Regions from separate parts of the Sus scrofa genome. Here regions 1 and 2 are each linked to region 3. Evidence: chromatin contacts called from public Hi-C data. All regions are on one chromosome and are shown on one strand. The core of a region is the stretch at or near the end of the contact, and the rest is flanking DNA. Distances in the headings are between cores, read along the strand shown.

Region 1 (2,995 bases), core at 112-2,611, 370 kb before region 3:
AGGACACAGGTTCGATCCCTGGCCTTGCCCAGTGAGTAAAGGATCCAGCATTTCTGTGAGCTGTGGTGTAGGTCGCAGACGAGGCTCAGATCTGGCATTGCTGTGGCTGTGGCATAGGTCAGCAGTTAGAGCTCAGATTTGACCCCTAGCCTGAGAACCTCCATATGCTGTGGGTGCAACCCTGAAAAAGCAAAGAAAAAAAGAGAGAAAGAAAGAAAATTACACAACTGATTGAATTTTTCCGTTAGGAGGCTCAGCCTCAGTTTCCTCTCAGACCACCTTTTTCTGGCTTCCAATGAGGACTGTGAAGGAATAGCATCAATATAGGCAAAGGATGGCCAGGAAAGAGAAGACCTGTCCACCAGCCACCAAACAATTAAAGTGGCTGTGTTACCCAGGCCTTTGGCTCATCAGGCTTTCCATGCTTGTTGTGTAATGTACATAATGCCATGTTTAACACATCGTGTGGGTAATGTTCGTTCATAACTATAATGTTTTGACAGCTGGCTAAATGTTTTATGGCTGTGGTTTTTAGAATTTAGCCTAAATAGAACATTTCGGGCTCATTCTGACAGGTGTACAAATACTCCTCTAAGAATTAATTTGTTATCTGTGAACATTATGTTGCTTCCGTCCTTTTGTGGGTTGGTATTTGTCCCATCATATGAAATTGCTTCGTCTTAATGGGAGAGTTTTTGGTTAACCATGAAGCTCGGTACCACTTCCTATAACTTTGTTGCTGGTTAATGAGTAGTTGATGGGCATGATTTTATTTCTGTGAGAATGACCGAAGTTAAAGAAGGGTTAGCCATCTTACCAGGAGCTGAGTGCCTGCACCTGAAGGGTTATCTTTTCCTGTGCATTTTTTGCTCTTTGTAATTTGCTTTTCAAGTCCACGTGACTTCTGACTTTGTCTTTAAGTTTAATGACTCTTTCTCCTAAGTGCTTTTCTCCACAAGATTTTTCCACAAAAGTGTTTGTTGGTCAAAGTTCACTTTTTAATGCTCTAAGAATGAGCCTTTCCTCAAAGATGTGGTTGTACCCAGCACTAAGAATGTGTGGTACTGGGAGTTCACTGGTGATTCAGCAGGTTAAGGATCCTGCTTGTTGTTCACTGCTGCAGCGCAGGTTTGATCCCTGGCCAGGGAAATTCCGCATGCCCAAGGGTGTGGCCAAAAAGAAAAGAAAAGAAAAAAGAAGCGAAAAAGAATGTGCAGTACTGAATCCAAAAGTCGGACAAGCAAGTATTCACTTATATTATTGGAGTGTGAAGCAGAGGGGTTGACAAGTACTGGGAAGAATGACCGAGGGCCAGTTGTCCACACGGAAGTCCTCTGCTTCCTTGTTTCCACCCTTGGGAGCTGTCACGCCATTCAGTGTCACTGTAACTGCCACATACTGCAGGGGCACATACACTGATACCTGTGTAAGGATTGTAGAGGCAGTAATGCACTGCCTTCAGAATAGGCCAAGATTGGGAAATTTTGCCAATTTTCATTCTCAGATTTTTAAGAATCCTAAGATGGTATCCAGTGAACTCGACCTGTTTCTGTACCCCTCTTGCTGGCTGGTGCATTCTTCCGGCACAGGGACGGTTCACACACAGCTACGTTTATACGAGTCACAGCGTCCTCCTTCTCCCACCCACCCCCCCTTCCCACTTAAGGTTTCTTTTAGTTTTTGCAAAGCAGCCATGTGAGAGGAATAAAATAATTTTGAAGAGCATTATATGGTGGGAATTTTGACAATGAGTGGAAGATGGTAATTACTCTCTTCCATTAGACTCAGTGGCTTTGGACAGATAAGCTGTATTGAAACGTGTGACCAGGGCATGGGATCATGGATTGTCTTTCACTGTTGTCATGGCGACAGTGATGCAGGTGGCCTATAACTGCCGGGCTGTCAGATCTTATACATCAAACTGGTGCTAAGTGAAAATATGTTAGAGGCATTGGGGAAAAAAACTGCCAGCAGTGTTTATAGGATCAGCTGGGGAAAAGCTAGCCTAGTTGAAGAAAAGATTTCCGTTAAAAGCTCTAGGTGGTTGCGAAGAAATTGGAGTTTTTACTTTTTATTAATAAGAGGAGCGTGGACTATTAAAAGAAAAAAAAATGGCTTTCTGGGTGTTGCACTGCTGTCTTCGTACACATAATTAGCACAATGCCTTTCTGCTTCCCCTTTGAGCTAATGTGATAATGCAGTGGCTTCAGGAGAGGCAACGAGACACCGTGTGGTCCAGAAGCTTTGCTTGGGCGCTAGGGAACCCGTGGTGCACACTGCAAGAGGTTTGAATCCTTTTTCTGGAAAGCTTCACGAATTTTTGTTAGTAAGAAGTGGTAAGAAAGCACTCTGGTGGGATTCTGATACAGCGTGCTTTAAGTATTATGTAGAATGTTGGATGGCACTCAGCTATGCATATTGGAGTCAATCTGTTTGAATGTAAGAGCAGAGGTTCCATTCAAATGTGGAGAGGTTCCTCTGTGTCAAGCTCTATGATCACACCTATTTTTTTCTTTTCTTTTTCTTTTTTAATCTTTTCTCCTCTTCTTTTCTCAGTGTTTTCTGTCTTTCCTCAAAAATTTATAAATGGGAGTTCCCGTCATGGCGCAGTGGTTAACGAATCCAACTAGGAACCATGAGGTTGCAGGTTTGATTCCTGGCCTTGCTCAGTGGGTTAGGGATCCGGCATTGCCGTGAGCTGTGGTGTAGGTCGCAGACGCGGCTTGGATCCCGCGTTGCAGTGGCTCTGGCATAGGCCAGTGTCTACAGCTCTGATTGGACCCCTAGCCTGGGAACCTCCATATACCGTGGGAGCGGCCCTAGAAAAGACAAAAAAAAAAAAAAAAAAAAATTATAAATGCCTTGAACTGAAACCCTCAACTGCTAAGCAACAAAGAATATAACCTCTGTGTGTGTGTGTGTGTTTATGTATAAGTGTGTAGTGCCTTATCTCAAGAAGTTGAAACTTTATAGTTCTCACTTAATCATACTATCT
Region 2 (2,960 bases), core at 218-2,717, 410 kb before region 3:
ACGCTATTTCTTCATTTTAATTTTATTTTTTTTGGTCTTTCTAGGGCTGCACCCATGACATATGGAGGTTCCCAGGCCAGGGGTTGAATCCGAGCTGTAGCTGCCAGCCTACACCGCAGCTCACAGCAATTTGGGAACCTTAACCCACTGAGCCAGGCCAGGGATAGAACCTGTGTCCACATGGATGCTAGTGAGATTTGATTCTGCTGAGCCACGATGGGAACTCCCTATTTTAATTTTTTCACAATTATGTATTTGCAATGGGTTAAGTCCAGACTCAAGGATATTGTATTTGATCCTTAATTGTTGTTGGTGATATTTTTGATAATATCAGAAAGATAGTGGAAAGTTTAGATTACTCTCTCTGGTTGCCACTCCATTTTAATTGTACTTATGGTGAATTCATTTAAACAGAAAGAAATATATCTAGCAATAAAGTCAGCCTGTTATTTTTGCTTGTTTTTGTTTTGACAAACTGTGAAATGCTGTGTTTTTCCTATAGTTCTAGTCCATGAAATCTGCAATCTTTCCACCTGATTTACGAAGGACCCTTAATTACTGCTGTCATTAGCACCTAGTGTTCAAAACAGTCTGTTAAAATGTACTGTTAGTCTCACCTCCAAGTCCCTGTTTGCTTTATTTTAATTTTTCTTCCAAGTAAGTAAAACAATAATTGCCCTAATAACAGCAGTCATTATGTACCGCGCATTAAATAATATTCCAAGTTCTTTGTTGCCTATTTCTTTTTGTTCAGGATTTGGCATTTGTGTGTTAAGATGGCCTAGAGTTTGAACGCGTGTTCATAAGCAGCGTTACTACAATTCAGGACTTACTACCTGGGTTTTACAAACAAACGAGCCACTCATTTGCCTTTTTCTTTCCACATGGATAGGGATGACAGACAACTGCTGTGAAGCTTCAGTGTTTCTGCCTGATCATGCACGGTTCTGCAATATAATGCATAAATGTATAACAACAACTTGGGCTCTCTTGATACCTCGCTTGGAATAAGGAAATCCAGCCAGCCGGGCGCGTCCCTGGCCGTGCGCGCACGCGTGCTCGCGCGCACACACATATATACACACGCGCGCACGCACACAGACACAGGCGCGCGCGCACACGCACACACACACACACACACACACACACACACACACAGGTCAAAAGTTGATGCGTTCCCAAGATCCCTCAGAATCTTTCTTTCTCTGTTTTCTGGCAGCGCCGGCTTCCCAGTCCCGGTAGTAGGGAGGTTGGGGGCGTGGAAGGGCGGGGAGGACGAGCGGAGGGAGGCGGGAGCCGGGTGCCTGTGCGCGCCGCGCCCGCTCCAGCCGGGTGAGAGTCCGGGCCGGGTTTTGCGCGGTGTCCCCGGGCCTGTCTCACGGCCTCCAAGCCGCCGCCGCTGCCGTGTTTACTGAGCTCGCGCGTCCTGATATCACTCCGCTGGCATGGAGGAGGAGGAGGAGGTGGAGGAGCGAGAGGAGGAGGCGGCGGCGGCGGCGGCGGCGGCGGCGAGCAGTTGATCATTGTGATGGTGGCAGGAGCAGCGGCGGCAGCGGCAGCCCAGCCGAGCGTTAGGGGCTGCTCTCCGCGCGGCGTTTTGCAAAGGACTTCACCGATCTACTTTTGCAGTCGCCTCGGACTGTCCATGTGTTTACTTCCCCCAGCCCGAGGATTCGATATCTAGGTTCCTGTGAAATGCAACTGAGCAGCCAAAGTACTTTGAGAACACGGGGCGGCATAAACACCAAAACTTTTTTGTGGAAGGAAAATGCAATAAGCAAGCTTGCCGTTTTCCGATGCGGTGTGGAGTGAGTGTGTGTCGCGCGTGTCCGCACTGGAGGCATATGCTTGTGTGTGTACATGGGGTGTGTTTTTCGGTACGTAGGGAGAAAATGCTTGCCAACTACCGGAAATCTCCTGGAATTTATTAGAAAATAATGGATTATAAAAAGAAGGCAGGCGAAGAGCGGATCTCCCCTTGAGTTGCAACCCGATTTGCTGCTGGCTCAGTTTGTTGTGATTCTTTTTGTTGATAGGTGTCTGATGGTATTCTGATAACACCCCCCTCTTTTTCCCCCTCGAGCTTTACAGTTTAAAAAAGGAAACAAAAAAACCACCCCAAAATCTCTCCCCCTTTTTTTCGCCCGGCCGGGATCGCTGTTTCCATCCATGTGCTTGCGTCTCCCCCGCGTTCCACTTAAACTATTTTAATCCTTGGACCCAAGGAGAAGGCTGATAGGGGGTGGATAAAAAAAGTTCTTCCAAAATAGTGTGCCCGGGGAGCAGGATGGGGGATTTCGCAGCCCCCGCTGCCGCCGCGAATGGCAGTAGTATTTGCATCAACAGTAGCCTGAACAGCAGCCTCGGCGGGGCCGGGATCGGTGTGAATAATACTCCCAATAGTACTCCCGCTGCTCCGAGTAGCAATCACCCCGCTGCCGGCTGCGGTGGCGGCGGCTCCGGGGGCCCCGGCGGCGGATCGGCGGCGGTCCCCAAGCACAGCACAGTGGTGGAGCGGCTCCGCCAGCGCATCGAGGGCTGCCGGCGGCACCACGTCAACTGCGAGAACAGGTACCAGCAGGCTCAGGTGGAGCAGCTGGAGCTGGAGCGCCGGGACACCGTGAGCCTCTACCAGCGGACCCTGGAGCAGAGGGCCAAGAAATCCGGCGCCGGCACCGGCAAGCAACAGCACCAGAGCAAACCCCAGCAAGATGCGGAGGCTGCCTCGGCGGAGCAGAGGAACCACACGCTGATCATGGTGAGGGCGCGCTGGCAGCGGGCATGGGGCGCGCGCGTGGGGGGGGGGAGCTTCTTACACGGGGGCACGGGGATCTGATTTGCAAGGCGGGTGAGGTGGGCTGAAGCCGAAGGGTTAACGTCAACTTTCCTGAGCTAAAAGCTGCCGTCGCCGCTACCTGTTAATCTGTCAGGGTTGTCAGATTTGGAGAAGAGGGGGCGAG
Region 3 (3,007 bases), core at 68-2,567:
TCCTTCCACGGCTTCCCCCACCCCCCACGTGAGATCTCGCTCTCCTCGGGCTGGAAGCAAAGTCGGTAATAAGAAACCAGTTCAGTGTCAGTCGGAGATGGGGGTGGGGGGAGATAACCCCAGAGATACAGGGCAATGGAGAGAGAACTCATTTTGTGTAAAGAGGGCCTCCAGTCACCAGGGAATTCCTGGATTGTCTCAGGCTGTCGTGTGTGATGTCCATCACGCCATGCGAACACCATCTGCTCGATATTATGCTCTCAGTTGCCAGGCTACCTGCTGTACGCAGTAACACTTGACTGCCTGGCTCCACGCTCGCAGCGTTAGCCCAGACGCGCGGGGCGGGGGGACGGGGTGGGGGAGGAAGGCGAGTCATGATTAAGCCATCTGCAAGCTGGGGGTGGGGGACACGCCGCGCGGGCGGAGCGGGCGGAGCAGGCGGGCTGGCAGCGAGGGCCGGGCTGACACCACCATCTGCTGGGGCAGGAGGAGAACAGCAGCTGCGTTCTTGCCGGAGGAGAACACCTGAAAAAAGACTGAAGCCCTAGGCTGCCTCCAGCCACTTCGCAAAGTCCGGGCACCCTCTCATCCCCGCCGGCCGCCTTTTGCCGTCCCCCGCCGCCCTCCATCCCCAAGGAGCTAGTCATCGTTGGTTTGCCGCCAGCAACCCCGGCCCTTCTCACCCAAATACTCTGCATGTTCTTGAAAACACATAAGAGAAATAAAGCTTCCCTACGCACAGATTTATAAATAAACAGCTGGCTGCTCTTGAGAGATATTTTTACCACAGCTGTTTTTTTGAAGTAGAAAACTGCTTCTTTGGGGAAGGTGGGGTGTTTTTTACACCTCCTACCTCTCTCCAGCCCTTAGAAAATTGCAGGGATCTTTTCCCTGGAGGAGAAGATACGTAAAATAGGTTCCTTGGTTTTGATTCCCCCCCCACCTTTATTTTAGTGAAGCATGAGAGCTTTGGGGAGTAATGAAGATCTATGTATTCAATTGGATTTCTGAGGGGAAGAGACGGAATTAAGATTCTGGGTAGAAGGCAAGGGAGGTCGTTGGGCCGGGGGTGGAGTAGAGAACAAGCTAGTAATTAAAACTAAAAATACTGCATCATTTGGCTTCAAGGCATTACATTTCTGGTGACGAAAGCTCAGCCTGGTTTTTCTCTAATTGCACACCCAGTGTGTGTCCTCCTTAGAAACAAGAGCAGTGGCTTGAAATCCTGAAATTCTCCAGACTATTGCTCATTAAGCCTTCTCAGACTGGAGGTTAAAAGCCACCATGTCATATGAAACAGCTAATGGCCTCACCAGCTCAATTTGTAAGGTGAGTCACTCCGTGCATGTGTCTTTGCACTGGGCTCACACCCCTGAGCCTGGGGCTCTAGGTGTCACTGCTGTTGAAGCAGCAGAGCTGGTTGGGAAAGTCCTACAGCTGGATCAACCTCGGATCACGGATGTTGCACATAGCCCAGGAGTCCCTGTCGTGGCTCAGTGGTTAATGACTCTGACTAGGAATCATGAGGTTGCAGGTTTGATCCCTGGCCTTGCTCAGTGGGTTAAGGATCCGGCTTTGCCGTGAGCTGTGGTGTGGGTCACAGATGCGGCTCAGATCCTGCGTTGCTGTGGCTCTGGTGTAGGCTGCCAGCTACAGCTCTGATTAGACCCCTAGCCTGGGAACCTCCATATGCCTCGGGAGCAGCCCAAGAAAAGGCAAAAATACTAATAAATAAATAAATAAATAAGTACATGGCCCTTGTCTAAAGGTCTTCAGTGAGAAACCTGAAGGCAAAACTTTTGGGTGGGAATCATTTGGAGAAATACATAATCCAGGGAAGCAGTAAGCAGACTATCACTTTGGGAAGGTATTTCCCCCACCGTGCTTTTCAGGTACAGGTCTCCTTCCCCAACCCTGGGGCCCCCATGTGAACGCAGAGCATTCCTGTGAAACCTTTCCTAAGCCGGAATGGCTTAAAGCCAAGAAGAGGCAAGTGCCTTAGGACATGTCTTGCTAAGAATGTGCAAAATAAATAAAGGGCAGATGCTCTCGCACAATCCAAAGCTCTGGCAGCTTGATGCTGAGATGCTGAGTGTAGTTCCTGGGGAAGGAGCCTGGTGGCGCCACTCCTGCTGCTGGGGCTGCCAGCTGCCTCTGTAATCATTCTCTGCAAAACAAACACTGAACACTATGTTAAATTTTCACCTTTTCTTCATAAAAGCAGAAGTCCTCTTCAGATGTCTTTTGGTTAGCAAAACAGGTACCAGTGTCGGGCTTTGGTAAAAGCAAAGTGGCGTAAAGTGAACTTTCAGAAAGTGGGGGATTTCTTTTTGGTCCGGGAAGACAGGGGCCAGAAGTGCTTAGATGATGCTACATCCTGACCTCGTTTGCCTTGATCTTTCTTTCTGGTGCAGAGAAGGCTGGGGAGGCCACACATCGCTACCTGCCACTCCCGGGCAAGCTCACAGGTCTCACAGGACCAGAATCTCTCAAAGTGCACAAAGATAAACAGGGCCAGCCCAGGCCAGGCCTCTCATAAAATCAGGCTGAAGAAAACCAGATCTTCCCTTGGGTCTCATTTTCTTTCCTGCTCTCTCCTCCTTATCAAAATTGGAAAATATCAAATATACTGAAGTACACAGTAAAAAACCCCATATAACTGTGTTTTTGCTGATTGGTTAATTACCTATACCTCTGTTGTGACTCCGCTTGTTAAAGCGTTAGCTCAGTCAACCATTTGTCTCCAGAGGTGGCAAGAAACAGCTTTATCCCATTGGAAGGAAGGGTAAGGTAAAAACAGGTAGCAAGTCTAGGGTGGAAAGAAAAGAGTGAAATATCTTGCCCTCAGCAGGGGTCAGTCATGAAGTAAACTTTTGGGTAGCATAAAGTTGCAGGCATTGTTGAGTAGAAGGTCTTTTTTATGAACATAAATATTTCGTAGCTCTCTAATAATTGTCTCTACAGAGAAAATACTCAAAGTTTTGACTTCAGCAATAGCACACATTTG

What was found. Hi-C and Micro-C count contacts between places; a contact is called where the count stands out from the background.
Region 1: a Hi-C map of embryonic fibroblasts shows a contact between it and region 3, with 2.6 times the contacts expected there. The contact joins two enhancer-like sites. A contact is called at or near these places in 1 of 47 Hi-C or Micro-C datasets (embryonic fibroblasts) and 1 of 2 datasets of contacts at active chromatin or transcription factors (skeletal muscle).
Region 2: a Hi-C map of embryonic fibroblasts shows a contact between it and region 3, with 3 times the contacts expected there. The contact joins the promoter of MAML3 here to the enhancer-like site in region 3. A contact is called at or near these places in 4 of 5 promoter capture datasets (fetal skeletal muscle, liver and skeletal muscle), 16 of 47 Hi-C or Micro-C datasets (adipocytes, alveolar macrophages, brain and 11 more) and 1 of 2 datasets of contacts at active chromatin or transcription factors (skeletal muscle).

What each region holds. Positions count from the first base shown.
Region 1 is chr8:86,918,975-86,921,969 of Sscrofa11.1, forward strand. The region is part of intron 1 of MAML3 (mastermind-like protein 3); the gene reads left to right. Among named protein-coding and RNA genes, the nearest start is that of MAML3, 41 kb to the left of the region's middle. Within about 2 kb of position 1,362, at least 18 of the 83 cell types and tissues checked have an H3K27ac peak or open chromatin away from gene starts, as enhancers often do. A contact at or near this core is called in embryonic fibroblasts, where this site is marked.
Region 2 is chr8:86,877,886-86,880,845 of Sscrofa11.1, forward strand. MAML3 (mastermind-like protein 3) reads left to right here and starts at 1,468. Exons shown (of 7, transcript XM_021100677.1): 1 at 1,468-2,758. The coding sequence starts at 2,288.
Region 3 is chr8:87,290,879-87,293,885 of Sscrofa11.1, forward strand. All of the region lies in intron 4 of MAML3 (mastermind-like protein 3), which reads left to right. Among named protein-coding and RNA genes, the nearest start is that of MGST2, 100 kb to the right of the region's middle. Within about 2 kb of position 1,318, at least 56 of the 83 cell types and tissues checked have an H3K27ac peak or open chromatin away from gene starts, as enhancers often do. A contact at or near this core is called in brain, embryonic fibroblasts, epiblast stem cells and 5 more, where this site is marked.